Linked DNA regions of Sus scrofa: region 2 is linked to region 1. The links are chromatin contacts, called in public Hi-C maps. All regions are on one chromosome and are shown on one strand. The core of a region is the stretch at or near the end of the contact, and the rest is flanking DNA. Distances in the headings are between cores, read along the strand shown. Region 1 has its middle 26 kb from the start of GNLY. Region 2 overlaps CAPG (macrophage-capping protein).

What was found. Hi-C and Micro-C count contacts between places; a contact is called where the count stands out from the background.
Region 2: a contact with region 1 is called in a Hi-C map of skeletal muscle, with 3 times the contacts expected there. The contact joins two enhancer-like sites. A contact is called at or near these places in 4 of 47 Hi-C or Micro-C datasets (embryonic fibroblasts, heart right ventricle, retroperitoneal adipose tissue and 1 more).

Annotation. Positions count from the first base shown.
Region 1 is chr3:59,044,632-59,047,252 of Sscrofa11.1, reverse strand. No RefSeq gene overlaps it. Among named protein-coding and RNA genes, the nearest start is that of GNLY, 26 kb to the left of the region's middle. Within about 2 kb of position 1,307, at least 16 of the 83 cell types and tissues checked have an H3K27ac peak or open chromatin away from gene starts, as enhancers often do. A contact at or near this core is called in retroperitoneal adipose tissue and skeletal muscle, where this site is marked.
Region 2 is chr3:59,339,425-59,342,045 of Sscrofa11.1, reverse strand. It overlaps CAPG (macrophage-capping protein), which reads right to left. Exons shown (of 12, transcript XM_021087297.1): 2 at 1,918-2,080. Among named protein-coding and RNA genes, the nearest start is that of CAPG, 5.3 kb to the right of the region's middle. Within about 2 kb of position 1,300, at least 76 of the 83 cell types and tissues checked have an H3K27ac peak or open chromatin away from gene starts, as enhancers often do. A contact at or near this core is called in retroperitoneal adipose tissue and skeletal muscle, where this site is marked.

The sequences.
Region 1 (2,621 bases), core at 58-2,557:
CAAGGATGGATCTGGGCAAGGCCAATAGGAGAAAACCACATCTTTCTGGACCCCATGTTGGTACCCCCCATCTTTAAGGGATAAAAACCCCTATAGGACAATAGAGAGGGGGACCCTTATTCGCCCTCCCAGCTGTCCCGGGAATCGTTTGCTTTCCTGTAATGAAGATTTTGCTTGCTTGCTGCCTGTGTGTTCTCGAAGTTCATTCTTTGGCTCCTTGAACAAGAACCCGGATTCCGGTGGCATCTTTCCATCATCCACAGGACTGCCATTTCCTGCTTTCACAATGCTGGCCCTTGGGTGACACACTTCAGGGCACTAAAGGAAGCAGATCATATCTGCTGAGGGCTTGAATGATAATCACGAGGAGAGTGACAGCTAAGAGATCACAGGCCAGGCCGTGATCCAAATGCTTTCATGCTTAAACCAACCCTGGAGAAATGGTCTGTTACTAAACACTTTACAGAGAGGGCGACTGACTTGACCAGGGTCTTTGTCTCTCGCGTGCTCAGCTAGTAACAGGTGGAGCCAGCATGTGAGCCCAGGCAGAGCACCTCCCAGCCCCCATGCTGGTGAGTCACAAGGTGTAGAGGTGCGGGGCTGAATGCAGGGTAGTTGGGGCTTAGCCCCCGCCCCCTTGGGTATGATAGAACACCTCACTGGGTCTCAGAACAGAATGGGATGGGTGATGATAAAACCCTGGCCAGGCTTCTGGGAGGTCGTCCTGGACGTCTTTCATTCAGGCCAATGGGTGTAGTTTTGGGGGGCAGGTGCATGGACTTGCCCAGAACTCTTATTATTATTAGTGGTTTTCCCCTGCTAAGCGCTACAAAGAGGACACTTGGAGGTTCTGATTCATGGGGGTTCCTGAAACTCTCTACTCTGTGCGAAGTCCCTCCTGATACTTGGGGGTGGGGGAGGCATGGCTGAGACCATTCCTGCTGCTGAGTGAAGCCCCATGCTGTTCCCTAAGCGCCCCTTCAGAGCACATGTAGGATGGACCCAAATAGGAACACATCTGAAGAGTCACAAACTCCCCCCGAGCTTTTGTCTCCCCTCCCCATGTCTTCTGAGACGTAACATACAACAGGAAGCAAGGGTCTGGACCTGGCTGTGTGACCTCGAGCAGCGCCCCACCCTCTCTGGGTTTTGGTGAGCTCAGCTAGGAACCAGGGGCTGGGATCTGGTGATTTCTAGGGTCTCTTCTGTCTTCTGAATTTTGTAGCACCGGGAGCTCATGACAGGGCAGGAGGATGCCAGGCCCGTTCCGGATGGACTTGAAGGTGTTTGCTCTGTGCTCTCGCGGAAGAGCTTGGTCGAGGTGTTAAGGGAGGGACTGTCACTGCTCTGGCCACACAATATTAGGGCTGAGGTGACTCAGAAGGGAAAACGCCATGTGTTAAAATAAGAGTTGGCGTTTCTAAGAAGGGAAGTGCAGGAGCCGGCCAGGATGGGATTAGCTGTTGATAAGGGCCGGGCATTGTTCTAACCCTCCCCTGAGGCCCACACCACATCCTAGAAGAGGAGAAGCCAGGTCCCTGGGCCCTAAGAGGGTTGGGACCAAGTCAAGACCTGGCTGAGGATGTGGCCCAGGAGGCCGCCTGGGGCTGTGGCCAGAAGGAGGCAGGGTGGGACGGGATGTGGTGAGGACTCCGCTGGTGTCAAGGTCACTGTGCCCTGAGGGCTGAGCGCCCTCCCTTTCACTGGTTCTCACTCCAAGACCCTCAGAGAAGAGTTTGAAAGGGGACAATGGACCCTGAAAGCCTAACAAGAGGCCACCTGAAGAGCTGTACAGGCCCAGCAACCCTGCGTGGCCCCACATCACCCCCAAGGCAGCATGTGGAGTGGGGGGGCTCTTCAGGTTAAGACTCTTAAGGCTTGAAAAAACAAAGGCTGACAGGAATGCGAGGAAACCACTGTGTACTCTTTTCAAGTGTTCCACAATGTTCAAAAATGTCTCTAGGAGGTGGATGAGGAAGTGGCGAGGCCTGGGCTATGGGAACGGGAGAGGCCCCTGAGCTTTGCAGAAGCCCCGGTGGGGAGGCCTGGGTCCGGGGGGAGCCCATCTTTCCTCTAACTCCTCAGGGCAGACCCACAGGGTGGGGGCGAGTGCTGACTCTCTTCAGAGCTGAAAGGGAGGCGGAAAAAAGGGCTCCTGGGATCTTGCTAGAGCAGGAAAGTCCCAGATTTAGGTTTCAAGAATGGGCCGGAGGGGTGGGGTTGGGTGGAGTGGACATTGGTGATTCTCCTAGGGGTTGGTGCGTGGCAAGTGACAGAAATCTGTGAAGCTGGCTTGGCTAAAGAGGGAATGAGAGCAGGGGTCCCGTGGGACTTGAGGGACCAGGAGGATGAGACTGGGCACCTGGAAAAACAAAGTGGAAAAACGTAGAACAAAGTAGGCTCGGGGCCACTGCCTCAGCCCCTGGCACCCGCGCTGCCCGGCCATCTGGCTTGGCTGTCCATCCGCAGACCTGGTCTCCCAGCTTGACCGCAGTTGTGTGTGGCCTCTGCTGCTCTTTCTGCACATGGCAATGTCAACTAAAAAAAATGCAACCTGACTGTGGCGAGTTAAGTTTTATTTGGGGTGAAATTAGGACTTACGCCCCAAAAATGCAACCTGA
Region 2 (2,621 bases), core at 51-2,550, 290 kb before region 1:
ACCCGACTAGTATCCATGAGGATACAAGTTCCATTCCTGGCCTATCTCAGTGGGTTGGGGATCTGGCACTGCCGTGAGCTATGGTGTAGGTCACAGACATGGCTTGGATCCCGTGTTGCTGTGGCTGTGGCATAGGCCAGCAGCTACAGTTCAGATTGGATCCCTAGGCTGGGAACCTCCATATGCTGGGGCTGCAGCCCTGAAAAGATAATAGACAAAAAAAAAAAAAAAAAAAATTGTATAGAGAAGTTCCATGTACCTATTACCCAACTTCTCCTTGTGGGGACATCTTACCTAACTACAGAAAGTGCATCTTCCCCTTTAAAGCAGAGCTCCCGAAGGCCCAGTGCCCTTTCCCCAGTGCCCCAGAGTTCATATCCCGTGGATGATAACACCTCACCCATGCCCTGGGCTTTATAGTTTACACTTCCCTCCCCTGCAAAAAAGCACCCTGTACTTGATCCTCAAAGCAAACCTATGGAGATGCCCCCATTTCTTGGTTTTCTTGGTTACAAGAGCCTTCCTCTCTCTCTGTAAGGGCTCCTTCTGTAAGTTTGCTAAATCTGGCAAATAAAAATTTTATCTGTCAATCCCGTAGGGTCATTAATTAGCTCTAAGATGTCTAGCCAGTCCTGAAGGGGTGTGGTTATCCCTTTGAGACAACTATGATCACAAACTCAAGAACTGAAAGAGCTCTGGGCAGTCACCTAACCCAGCCTCACCCACCAAGCCTGGGCTGCGCCTCCCAGGCCAACTCCTCTCTCTGGCTTTCTCTCCCTCCCTTCCACCCCTGTCAGAGTGCGTCCTTGTTCGAGCCTCTCAGTTTGAGCATCTAGCCTCTGGTCCTGCAGGAGCCGGCAGACACGTCCTGGGGGGCGTCCGGCCTGCGAGAAGGGCCAGCGGGAGCTAGGCCGGAGATGCGACCCCGCGCCAGGCCCACTGTTCAGACAGATCCAGGGCTCGCAGGGAAAAGCAGGAATAAGGATGACACCCCAAGATCCCACCCAAGCCCCAACCCCATCTCGAACTACAAATCCCAGCAGGCGTGGATCGCGGGGCGGGGCCTCCAGAGCGGCAGCCTACAGGATCCCTGCGAGACACACACTGGCACTCTGCGATCCCTGCGAGAGACAGATAGACAGACAGACACGCACACGCGCACATACACACTCTGCGATCCAGAGACAGACACGCTGACCGTTTTAGTCCCGTCACCACGAACTACAAATCCCAGCAGGCAGCAGGCTGCGGGGCGGAGCCTCGGGGAGGGTGGAGCTCCTGACCGGAAGGGAACCTCTGGAGGGGTGGGATCCCCAGAACTGGGCGGGGTCTCACCTGCCCTGGGAAATTAGGGGCCTCTCTCCCCGTGATACAGCTCCCAGCCTCCTCACGCAGGGCTCAACCGTGGGGTCGCCAGCCCGCGCCCTACTCCGCGATCCTGAGCTCCGCCCCGCCCTCCCGACCCTGCTGGGGCTGCCAGGGAAGGGGGATGGCAAGTGGGGGCTCGGGCCAGACGCTTGGAGGGACGCAGAGGGTGCCTCCTTGACCCTTTTCCCCATCGTCTGCAAGGAACTCTCTTTTCCTAAAGGGAGGAGCAGCCCCCACCCTGAGGCAGGACTCAACTTGTTAGGTCTCTGTGCAGCCTGCAGGTCTCCTGAAGAAGCCCAGGGAAAGCCAGGGTCTTCCGGTGTAGGTCCGAATGTTCGGTCCACGGTGTCTGACCGCTCCTTGCGCCCAGGTATCATTGTATATGGCAGAGCCAGATAGGGCTGAGGAGCTGCCAGGAAGTAATAACGAGGGCACTCTCATTCAATTTGCTCTCTCTCAAAGTGCTCTGCTCACATGTCAGCGTCAAGCGTCAGAACTAACTTCCCAGGTTGCCTAAGGATCCACTGAGACACCGCAGAAAGGACTTACCCAAACCCCTCAGTGCTGGTCAGGAACTCAAGGGTCCAGCCTGCTTGGTGGGATAAGCGGTGCTGAGGCCCCACTTCATCCACCCTCCAGGGCCAGGGCAGGCTCTCTCCTGAGGCCTCTTCTCAGCTGATTTCTGGCTCCCAAGTGAGGATTCAGGTTACACCTGTATCAGGAGCAGTGACACCACATGGCCAGCTGCACATTGGACTTTCTGTCTCCAACCCCATTTTCATCTTTTACATGTTCTGCTCTGGCCGTATACTGTCATATCCCTAATCATCAAGGTGGGTAGAAAAAATACCTAGTTTATGAAGGTATAGCCATGACCCTGTAATTAATGTCAGCGAGATTTTATTCTGTGGTCAGGTAGAAACCAGCTGCTTTCAAGTAATAGTCCATTTCATCTTGGAACAATTAGAAAGAACTCCAGAAAGGATATTCAAAGTAGAACACCCAAATTCCCTTTGGGAACCAGAGTAGGGTTCATATTAACTGGTTACTGATGCCTGGGGAAGTTCTCAAAGGCTTGGTTTTCCGAGTGTTTCTATTAAGACAACCACATTTTGTTGAGTAGCCCCTCTGCCCCTAGAGCCAAGAGATAGGTGCCATAAAAAGTTGGAGACAGCACTTGACCCATCCCTGTTCTCTCTTGCATTCCACGACTTAGCACCAGACTCTTGAATCAGTAAGAGCCTGTGTGACTT